Linked DNA regions of Sus scrofa: region 2 is linked to region 1. The links are chromatin contacts, called in public targeted proximity ligation maps. All regions are on one chromosome and are shown on one strand. The core of a region is the stretch at or near the end of the contact, and the rest is flanking DNA. Distances in the headings are between cores, read along the strand shown.

What was found.
Region 2: a contact with region 1 is called in a targeted proximity ligation map of skeletal muscle, with 4 times the contacts expected there. A contact is called at or near these places in 1 of 47 Hi-C or Micro-C datasets (embryonic fibroblasts) and 1 of 2 datasets of targeted methods (skeletal muscle).

Annotation. Positions count from the first base shown.
Region 1 is chr4:82,083,795-82,089,409 of Sscrofa11.1, reverse strand. It overlaps LOC102162289 (a long non-coding RNA gene), which reads left to right. Exons shown (of 2, transcript XR_002343350.1): 2 at 1,609-1,792. It also overlaps the pseudogene LOC106510108. Among named protein-coding and RNA genes, the nearest start is that of ATP1B1, 150 kb to the right of the region's middle.
Region 2 is chr4:82,369,688-82,375,302 of Sscrofa11.1, reverse strand. All of the region lies in intron 1 of LOC106510102, which reads left to right. Among named protein-coding and RNA genes, the nearest start is that of XCL1, 64 kb to the left of the region's middle.

The DNA.
Region 1 (5,615 bases), core at 1,845-4,344:
AAAAAAAGATTGGTCATAAGGATAAAATTAAACATCCTTCAGATTTAATTTCAAAATTCAGAGAATAGTTATAATATTATAATGGTGATGACTCCTCATTTCTTGTGTCACCACTCAATGGCATGAAGACAATGGCCCTGACACTCCCTTAGAGACTAAGGGATCGTTGTTCTCTAGTAGACAGTGTTTATCAGAAATGAAGGCATTCGCCAGCTGAGGGAAGTAAAGATGAAGGAGAGGGTAGGGTGGCAGCTGCACTTTCTGGAAGATAGTGACTTTTTTTTTTTTGTCTTTTTGCCATTTCTTGGGCCACTCCCATGGCATATGGAGGTTCCCAAGGTAGGGGTCAAATCAGAGCCATAGCTGCCAGCCTACGCCAGAGCCGCAGCAACACGGGATCCAAGCCACATCTGCAACCTACACGACAGCTCACAGCAACGCCAGATCTTTAACCCAGTGAGCCAGGCCAGGGATCAAACCTGCAACCTCATGGTTCCTAGTCAGATTCGTTAACCACTGAGCCACGACAGGAACTCCAAGGAAGATGGTGACTTTCTGACCTTTAGAATCAAAATATTCTCCAGTTCAGTGCCCAGATGCTGGGCCATCAGCACAGTGTTTCTAAACAGGAGTGATTTCACCCACAACCCCTCACCACCACCCTCTCCCACCAAGGGGCATTTCACAATGTCTGGAGACAATTTTGGTCATCATAAATTAGCCAGGACAGGGGTTTTATGGCATCTAAAGGGTAGAGGCCAAGGATGCAGCTAAACATCCTACAATTCACAAGACATCCTGCCAACTAAGCATTATTTGCCCCCAGATGTCAATAGCATGGAGGTCAAGAAAACTTGCATTGGAAGCAGTTGAAACCCACAGCTCTGAGTTCCACCAATCCTGTGCTGAATGATTTGAGCCCCAAACCACGTCTTACTTCATATCTTCCCTAGACCCAGGGTGCAGAAAGATCAACATGGAATTAACAGAAATCAGTCAGCAAACCTTGACGATCTAGAACACATGTCACTACCTCTATGAATTCTCCCCAAGATAGAGTATCCCCTTCTATATTCCAGGGTTTGGCTACTTTACCAACAACTGGGGGATTTTCATACAATGAGTTGATTCCAGGTGATGGATGAATGATGAAACAAAACAGAATGATGAAGCAACCCAGGCATTAACAACACCAGGAAGTACTACCACCTGATGACTCCAAAGACAAAGAAAGGAGGCAGTTTTTCTAGAGCCCATGAACCAGTGGGAAGTGGAACCTCAGAGAGACAGTTATCCTTGGAATCACTGCATGAAGACAGAAGCAGATGGGGAAAAATTCCTCCATTGCTCCCTTTCTCCTATCTGCTAATCTCTCATCGGTGTGTTCCAATGACTGAATTCAGTCACCTGGAAGAGGCGCATGAGAGATTCTGCCCTTTGACAAAACAGAGAAGAGGAGGAATGAATCGGTGGTCAAAGAGGACCAAGACCCACACAGCACCCAGTGCAATTTGGATTAGCATCTTCTGTGGCTATGGCCATACTGTCTCATAGGATTATTTATGGTATTCATTTTCCTTTTCTCTCTTTCTATGGGCTGGAATGCAGATATAATCGTAGTAGCTGGAGCAGTCATCTTGTACCACAAAATGAATGATGAAGTCTGAGGATGGCAAAGCAGCAAGACAGAACAAGCCTGGATTCCTTATTATAACTGGAACTACAATGCTCCCCACCTAGACTTTTACATAGGAGGAAATAAACTTTTACTATGATTAATCCATTTCCATTATTACTTTGGATCTCTCTATTACAGAGCAGAAACAAAATCCAAATTATCATAACACATTTTCCTCCTGGATCTTGATGTCCAAAGGATATTAGATATTCTCTTTGATGCATTCATTCATTCATTCTCAGCCTTGAAACTAACAAAAAAAGAGACAGTACCATGGCAACAATATATTTTGTTTATCTTTGGGCATGTAAAATTTTATGGCATCTATCAAATCATGTTGCTTGAGCAGATTTTTTTTTTAATTCCCACATTCAAAGATAAAGTTTCAATGAGTAACAAACAGTATCAGTAGAGAAAGAAAAAAAGTACAAAATGACAAATGTTACAGTGTTTCTTAAATTCTAAAATGGAGACAAAATCACCTGGAGAACTTTTTGAGAGATTCCTGGTGGAGTTCCTGCTGTGGCACAGTGGGTTATAGCAGCTCTGGCCACTGTGGAAATGTGGGTTTGATCCCCAGCCTGGTGCAGTGGGTTAAAAGGATCCAGAATTGCCTCAGCTGCATCTTGGACCAAATCCCTGGCTCAGGAACTTCTATATGCTGTGGGTGCAGCCATAAAGGTTTTTGTTTGTTTTGTTTTGTTTTTAAAAAAGATTCCTGGATCCTAGACTTGGAGAGTCTGATTTAGTATATTTGGGGTGAGGCCTGAGATTTTGCATTTCTAATAGTCTCCCAGGTAATGCTGATGCTGCTGGTCCAGCAACTACACTTGCAGTAACATTACTTTAGAACACAGTGCTGGAAGGATGGGGACAAGTTGATGAAAACTGCCCATCACCTTAGACACAACATAGACGTGGGACTTTTTTAAAATCATGTACGTGTGAAAAGCTAAGGTTATCCGTGTTCCTGCAGTGGAAAGATCCCTAAAGAACCAGTAGGAAAACAAATTAAGTGGGGGGGGGGGCTTGGGTAAAGGATCCAGGTGAACAGTTGAAAGGGGAATTGTTGAGCCTTCAAAGATCCTGAGAGTGCCAAAGGGAATGTCTGCCAGTCTGTGGTCAGTTTATCCACCAGTCCTGTCAGCTAGCTCAGCCAAGGACACAGAGAGGCACTCTCACAACTTGGCAGTTGCCATGGTCTCTTCTGAGAGGTGCCACAGATAGGGGCGGGGGAGAGACTTGGGAGACTTTGGATCCACTTTCAGTCCATCACAAATAGGCAATATAATATAAGCTAAAAAAAAAAAAAAAAAAAAAAAAAAAAAAGAATAAAAGCTCTCACATTCCAGCACAGTTTCAATGCACGTCTCCTAGCCAACCCTTTTCTGACTACATTACTATCCTGTTCTTCCCACACAGAAATACTGACGCTCTGCTGCCAAAGAGCGTGGGTTAAAAATCTCCTCTCTACCCAACCCCCGCCCCCCCGCATTAATCTAATCCACTTCTGTGAAGTGTGTGTGAGATTTCACATAGACAGCAGGGCAGAAGAAGTGATCTGGAAATAAATTATTGGCTGTCTAAACATAGACACCAGATTTAGATATTGACAGAGCTTAACATAAAACTTCCTTCCTCCTCCTTTCTTTTCCTGTTCCTTCTCCCTCCTCCTTTAATTCTCACTCTCTGCACATCTTACCCAACTCCCACCCTCCACATCGTACCTTCACTCCTTTCAACAATCAGTGGGCTCTTTAGCAGGATTTAACTTCATCTTGAGCAGTTCTCTCTCTTCTTAACTAAATCAAAGATGCATACAGTACTCTCCTTTCATAAATGAATCTCTGTTGGGCCTTAATTAAGATTTATAAGGATTGGGTCATCTACACCTCAGGGGCCCCTTCACTCTGACTCTGGGTCTGAATGACCCAGAGGCTTCAGACCAGGGACTGGCTTCCTGGTTCGCCTTATCCATGAGCTAGTTGCCTAGACTCTTTCTACCAGTTCAGAGATTGTCTGCACAGTGACAAGCTTACGTATCATGCATAAAGATGAATTATTTCTCTTCAGCTGCCCCAGAGCAAGGCTTTGTAAAGTGTTTATTTCAAGAGTTTTCATGCCTTATCTTCACTTGCCCAAAAAACAAAACCTGTCATGGAAAATTTTATCCCTAACCTGGAATTTGGGGATTCTGAGGTCAGGTTTCTGAAATTTGTCCCTTTTTTGCCATATGATCTGTCTGCCAAACACATCATGCTTCTGGGCCCAGAGATCCTTCTGTCTGGTATCATCTGAAGATGTCACTGGGACTGCTGAGACAGCTGGGTCTCTCTCTCTCTCTTTCCCTTTTCCTCCCTTCCCCCTTTCTTCCCTCCCTCCCTGCAGTTCCATGTCTCTTCTCCGTGTGGCCTCTCCACATGGATTCTCCAGCAGGAAAACCAGGCTTCTTACACAATGGCACATGGCTTCCAAAATTGAGGGTTCCAACAGAGAAAAAGCGGAAGCTACCAATCCTCTTAAAGATTAAGCCTAGAACCAGAGTAGAGTATTCTATTAGGTAACTGAGTCCAGCCCAGATGCAGCATGGGAAGGGCCTACACAGGAACATCAAGTGACAGGAGGTGTGGTCCACTGGGGGACCATCCTTAGAGACTATTATAGTTGGATACTCCAATATGCCCAAATCTCCTAAACCTTACATATCTATCTATCTATCTATCCATCCTTATGATGAGAGGTACTAGTGCTCACCAGTATCTGTGTTCTCCCCGTCTTCCTTGGGCATAATGCAAGACCAAATTTTCCAGTCTCCTTTGAAATTAGGTGGGGCCTCCAGGTCTAACCTGTCTGAATGTCCCACTAGGTTTATTATCCATTGTTGGTTCTTGCCTGAACCAGTCTTTACTTGGATGCTTGCAAAATGATGGATTTTCAACTCCAGCCTTCCTTCCAGTCAGTGTTCAGCCTTATTGTAGGCCAAGAGCCTTCCCTTTTTGCCCATTTATTTATTTACCTATCTATTCATTATTAACATGACCTCTTTATTGGCCTTACATAGTTTGGTGTTTAAACTGTCCCAGATTTGGTCAGTGAGAGCCCCTTCAAGTTGGATCCTGTGTCTTTTTTGTGTGTTTTAACTTTCTTATACTTTCCAACATAACAAAATATCCCATTTTCTACCTACTCTGTCCCTACCCTGGAATTTGCTATTTCTCTGAGCAGCCCTGATTCCTCTTATTGGGAAATAGTATTTAGAAACCAAGATGAGCTAATTGCTACTGGTGTTGTTGGGGTGGTTTTATTCCTAGATCCTTGCTGTGGACAAAGCTAGAAAGTATATGAATGTGTTTATACATATACATGGTTGTGTATACATTTATATATAAATGTGTGTGTTTACAATATATTCACACATACACAACACAGTTTAGACATAATGAGTTCACACAGATGACATTAAATATTAAACACAATCCACCCCCACAGGGTTTTCTTCTGGCCTACTCCCATATATGCACCTTCTCTGTAATAAGATATCTCATTTGCTTAATTCTATAATACATCCAAAGCAGCTTTAGAATTTCTTCAAAATACTTTAATACTTTTATGTTGACTAGTATCAAACTAGTATCACGTTGACAAACTTGACTAGTATCCATGAGGATACAGGTTGGATCCCAGCCTCGCTCAGTGGGTTAAGGATCCAGTGTGGCCATGAAGGTCACAGAGGCAGCTCGGATCTGGTGTTGCTGTGGCTGTCATGTAGGCCGGCAGCTATAACTCTGATTGGACCCCTAGCCTGGGAACCTCCATATGCTGCAGATGAGGACCTAAAAAGACCAAAAAATCAAAAATAAAGCTGAATGCAAATTGTCAACTAAATAGAACAATGGAGCTCTAATGATAAATATGATAAACACAAAAGTTTTAATTC
Region 2 (5,615 bases), core at 1,148-3,647, 290 kb before region 1:
AGATAATAAAAGCTCAATATGTATTAGAAAACATAATAATAATAAGGACACACAATACTATTATTTTATCATTATGTCTTGACTAAGGCTAAGGTGCTTCTTGCTTCTGTGTCTTTTTCTGGATCATGAAGAACACTTTATTTAACTAAGCAGCAAAAAACTAATAGATAGATTAATGTGGCTCTTATAAAAGGGTGACATCCCCATCTCAGAAATACAACACAAATGTGATGTGAAGATAAAATTGAGTAGTGGGAAATCACAAGGTTTTGAGAGAGAGATGCCTTAGCTGCCTGCACTTAGCCAAGCAACTCAGCCTCCAAGAACCTTACTTTTCTGATGTATGAAATGGAGATAGTAACAACTCATTCTTGATATTGTGTTCAGAGTTTAATAATCAATAAATGTAAATGTATTGTGAACAGTGTTGTGTATATAGCATGTATCCAACAATGGTACCTGTGATTATTAGTTTTTTGGTGGATCCTTCAGTGGGAAAATCCTTCCTTTTCTCCATGTACAGGAATCTCTTTTTTAACCTTTTCAGGACCAACTTGATGCCAGCCTCCACAAAAATCCTAGTACAGATTCTCTTAGTCAGATTTAATCTTTTTTCCCTCTGGGCTCTTATCACCTTTTGCATCTTTGCCCCTTCCCTGCCCCAATTAATCTCAGAAGTATTTTTCTTTGCAGTCTGTCTCTAACCTAGATTTAAATTTTTTACTTATCTCTGAATTTTCTCATCATTTAGTAGAAAGGCTCAGATGTAGGAGGCATGTAACAAATGTTTGTAGAATTCATTGAGAATTCTCGCTAATCTTCAAACCTGAGAAACTTATATACTTTTAGAAGGGGCTCCTTTCTCTTCCTAAATTTCCCCATCAGAATTTTGGAAACAATATAGAGTCGTGAGTAAATGTATGGTGTCTGAAGTCAGTAGACCTCTCCTGGAATCTCATTTCAGCAATCACATCCTGTATTTCCTGGTATATCATAAGTAGCTAATATTATGTTCTCTATTATTATTATTGTCATTGAAGACATTGTCATCATTATCAACACAGAGACAATGTCTATCCTGCTTATAATCTAAATAGGGAAGGAAAGCACATATGAAATGTGACCAGAGCATAGTACAAGACTGATATTTACTAGCCTTCACTTGACCTTGGAGCACAAAAATAGTGTAGCTGGCTCCACTCACGAAAAGTTCACTCTGGAGTTCCCCTTTGGTTCATCAGGTTAAGGATCTGGCATTATCACTGCTTTGGCTCTGGTTACTGTTGTGGCTCAGGTTCTATCCCTGGCCCTGGAACTTCTGCACACTGAAGGAAAAAAGCAAAAGGATCACGCTCCAGGCATGATAGAAAGGAAACAAACTGTTTCTAGGTAGTTTACACTGCTTCCTGCGCCAGCTGATCAAAGTAACTAGAGCAGATAAGTGCCCAGTAAAGGCAGGAAAAAAAAAAAAAGAATCCTATTTCTGTGCTAGGGATAAGATAGCATGTTATAAAAGTGTATGTATAGAACTCTGAAGACAGGCATTAGCTGTCAGATCTCCAGTGACTGAGAGTCTCAGAACTGTTGTAGAAAAGTGACTGTGAAAAGGAAGGTCGGCCAAAGGAGGACCTTTCAGTCCTGTAAGCTGCCAATGGGCTCTTTGCCATAATTGAAGTTCATCCTGTTAACATCCAAGAAGAGAGGAACTGAATCTGTAACACATGTGGGCATAGGATGTAATAGAAAGAAAAAGAGATTCTGTCCAGGATTGAATACTTACCAGCTCAGTGGCTTTTATAAATGACTTAATCTCAGTGAATTTCAGTTTCCTGAGGACTGTTGGGAGGATTCAAGATTGTGTAACATTCCCATGCTTACTAACTGGCAACTTCACCATTGAGGACTCTATCATTGAAAAGCAACTAAAAATTTTCAAATTAGAGAATAATAATCGAAACTAACCATACACAAAAACAATTTCAGTTAAAATGCTCTGACTTGAGTTTTGAGTATGGGCCTCCAATGACTCTTCTTGTCCTGGATCAAAACCTCAGGAGACAGTAAGTTGGCTTCTTTCTTTTTTAAAAAATTAAAAAAAATTTTATTAAAGTATAGTTGATTTGCAATGTTCCTTCAATTTTTCTTGTACAGCAAAGTGACCCAGTCATCATGTGTATGTACACTCTTTTTTTTTTTTTTTTTTTGTTTAATACTGTCTTTCTATTCTGGGTCCAATTCTATACCCTAAATCTCAGCTTAGAAAATTCTTGAAATTATTCTTAGGGGCACTGAGCAAGGGGGTGGGAAGACATCAATGCCCACTGTTCCTACTATAAAGGGATTGCTCAAGGGCACATGCCCCACTGATGATGGGTTAGTGATGTCACCTTCCTACACAAAGGACATTATTAATATCACAGTGACTCACACTGTGTGGCTTTCCAGGCACTTGCTGGAGGGGAAGGGTGGGGAGAGATCTATGTAAATTAGAAGGGAGGAGAGGGACTGAGACTTAGGTGAAATATTTTAAATGGGGAAGTAGCACTCTCTTTAGCTTTGAGAGAAAAGAAACTTGGAAGTCACATGAAAGGCAAGAGAGAGGGACATTGAAGAGGGAGTTAGAAAAGGCAAAGGGGAGAAATTATTAAAGAAGGTAGAAAGCAGAAAGAGAGGAAAAAGTAGCCGGATAAGAAGGTAGAAAAGGAGTGTTATTTTTTACCTAGAATTGAAAGGATCAAGCTATGGAGATGGATGATAAAAGAAGATTAAAGTTGTAAAATATATACAGAGGTCAAAGTGTTCCTAGGAAGAGGTTTTTAGGAACATTTAAGTCCGTGGTTTATGAGAATTTGATGATATCCATGGACAGAAACAAAGCATATAAATTGCAAATGTTGTATACAGTTTCATAGAGTGCATAGATTCCCTAAAGCCAACCTGTGGGTTCTCCTTCTAGGAGATTCTGCCTTGTATGTTCAGTGTTGATTATGACTTGAAAACCTTCTCTTTGGAAGCTCCAAATTTCCTTTCCAGCCTGCACGGTGCTAAAATGCCTTAATAGCTTTTCAGGTCAATCTCTTTGAAATGGAATGTCTTTGAGAGACATCAGAACATCAAATTCCTAATACTTTATGTGAAATAATTTATCAAATTACTTTCCCTCTTAATTAGAGAAACTATAATTGTCATAAAGAGGAGCAAAAAAAAAAAAAAAAAAAAAAACCCTCAGAAGATAAATAGTTTAAAGCATATTTGCAGAAAACCTCACTGGGAAATGGCAAGGAGGACAAGCGTAGAGTGGAACAGAGGGCAGGGACAATGAGTTCTTCAGGTTCAGTCCATAGGCACCAGGACATGTACTCTTTCACCTGTGGCCATTTGATCCTTGATCAAGATCAGTGATGTCAAAGGAAGAGGGTAAAGGCTACAACAACATCATGTCCAGAAGGACCTAGAGCAGGTCCCTTGTGCTGCAAATCTTCCCTCTTCTCCTGCCCTTTAGAAATGTGCCTGTGCAAGCTGAGTCACTCCTGCCCTGACTCTTAGTGCTTAAGATTCCTTGACTTTCTCAAGGTCGTTTGGAGGATTTAAATGCTGCATGTTTCTCTTACTCCTTTTCATACATTCTTCTTTCTTTTATTCTGTGGATTCATAAACATAATGCATCTGTCTGACTCAGACGCTGGTATTAGAAATTGTTACATCAACGGCTACTCTTCTCATCAAAAGGAGGACAGCAGGGGGCTTCTCTATGGTACTTACTCTCATGAGCTGTCTATGAGGGGTTCTCAAAGTTTAGTAGGTATGAGGGTCACCCAGGGAGGTGTTTGAATTATGGATCCCAGGTATCAACTGTCACATATTATGAATTAGAGTTTTCAGAAGATATGCATTTAGATATAGTGATTGATAGTAATAGAGAATCTGATCTTTCATAGAAATGTCAATTTAGTGTCAAGGGAGTGTCATGGGATGGACTGGGAGTTTGGGGTTGGTAGACGCAAACTATTACATTTAGAATGGATAAGCAATGAGATCCTGCTGTATAGAACAGGGAACTATATCCAATCTTTTGGAATAGGACATGATGGAAGATAGTATGAGAATAAGTATGTATATTTATGTATGACTGGGTCACTTTCCTTTACAGTAGAAATTGGCACAACATTGTAAATCAATGATAATAATAAAATTATAATTAAAAAGGATTTATCTAAATGCTTTTGAAAAACTTAACTCTTTGACACTCAAACCAGAAGTCATCGCCTCCTGAATTATACCCAGGGAAGAGAGATTGAATATTCCAGACAGCTTCTTCACAGATTTCCAGAGGAAATCAAGCAATTTTAGCCAAGTTTCCAAGGCAACCTCCAAGGTGTATAAGATCACAGACCCTTGAGCAAGGATACTGGTGGGCAGATTATATAGACCTTTTCTTCTAGAATAGACTAAATCAAGAACCCGTTGATTGAAAATAATTTTTTTTCTATGAAGTTTTCCATGACTTCTCATCACATAAAATGTTATTAATATGAACCTCCGAGAAGCAATTAAACCAAATTAAAAAGTTAACACTGGAATCCCTCACATTAGAAAAGATTTGCTGAACATCTGCTAACAGGAAGTTTTGAGATCCACTTCTCTTTTAATTCTCTACCTATTAAGTGCATTTGCAAAGAAGCAAGATGCTTACTGCTTGAAATGTCAGCAGCACCTGCTATACCTCAATTTTCTCAATTAAAAAATGTAGACTCTGACCCTTTGTGGGAAGAACCATCTGGTTCAATGATGTTTTTGTTAGTTTTCAGGTTATCCTATGAAACAATGCATGGAACGTGGGGGATTCTTAGGCTTCTTTAGATTTTAAACTTTCAAGTAAAAATAAGGGGTTCAAACAGGAATCAAATTATTCCTGTTGTCCTAATTTTTTGTCCTAGGCGGTTTGTCTAATTCACGCTTGATGAAATTGTCTATCAATTGAGCATCTGATAAGGGAAGGTCTTCTCTTAGACTGGATAATTAATGCTCAGGAAGGCAGAATAAATGTTTATCCGTTTAAAGTCTTGCCCTGAATAATTTATGTGTCATCTGACTGATCAAGTTTTGGTTAATGGACAAACTGTACAAGGATCCAAGTCTGCCTTTTCTTTCTTTCTTTCTTTCCTTCTTCTTTTTTTTTTTTCTTTCTTCCTTCTTTCCTCCCTCCCTCCCTCCCTCCCTCCTTTCTTTCTTTCTTTCTTTCTTTCCTTCTTTCTTTCTTTCTTTCTTTCTTTCTTTCTTTCTTTCTTTCTTTCTTTCTTTCTTTCTTTCTTTCTTTCTTTCTTTCTTTCTCTCTCTCTTTCTCTCTTTCTCTCTTTCTCTCTTTCTCTCTCTTTCTTTCCTTCTTTCTGGGCCACAGGTACAGCATATGGAAGTTTGCAGGCTACGAGTTGAATTGGAGCTACAGCTGCTGGCCTATGCCACAGCCACAGCAACACCCGACCCAAGCCATATCTGTGACCTATACCGAAGCTCATGGCAACACTGATCCTTAACTCACTGAGTGAGGCCAGGGAATCAAACCCTCCTCCTCATGGATATTAGTTGGGTTTGTTCTCACTGAGCCACGATGGAAA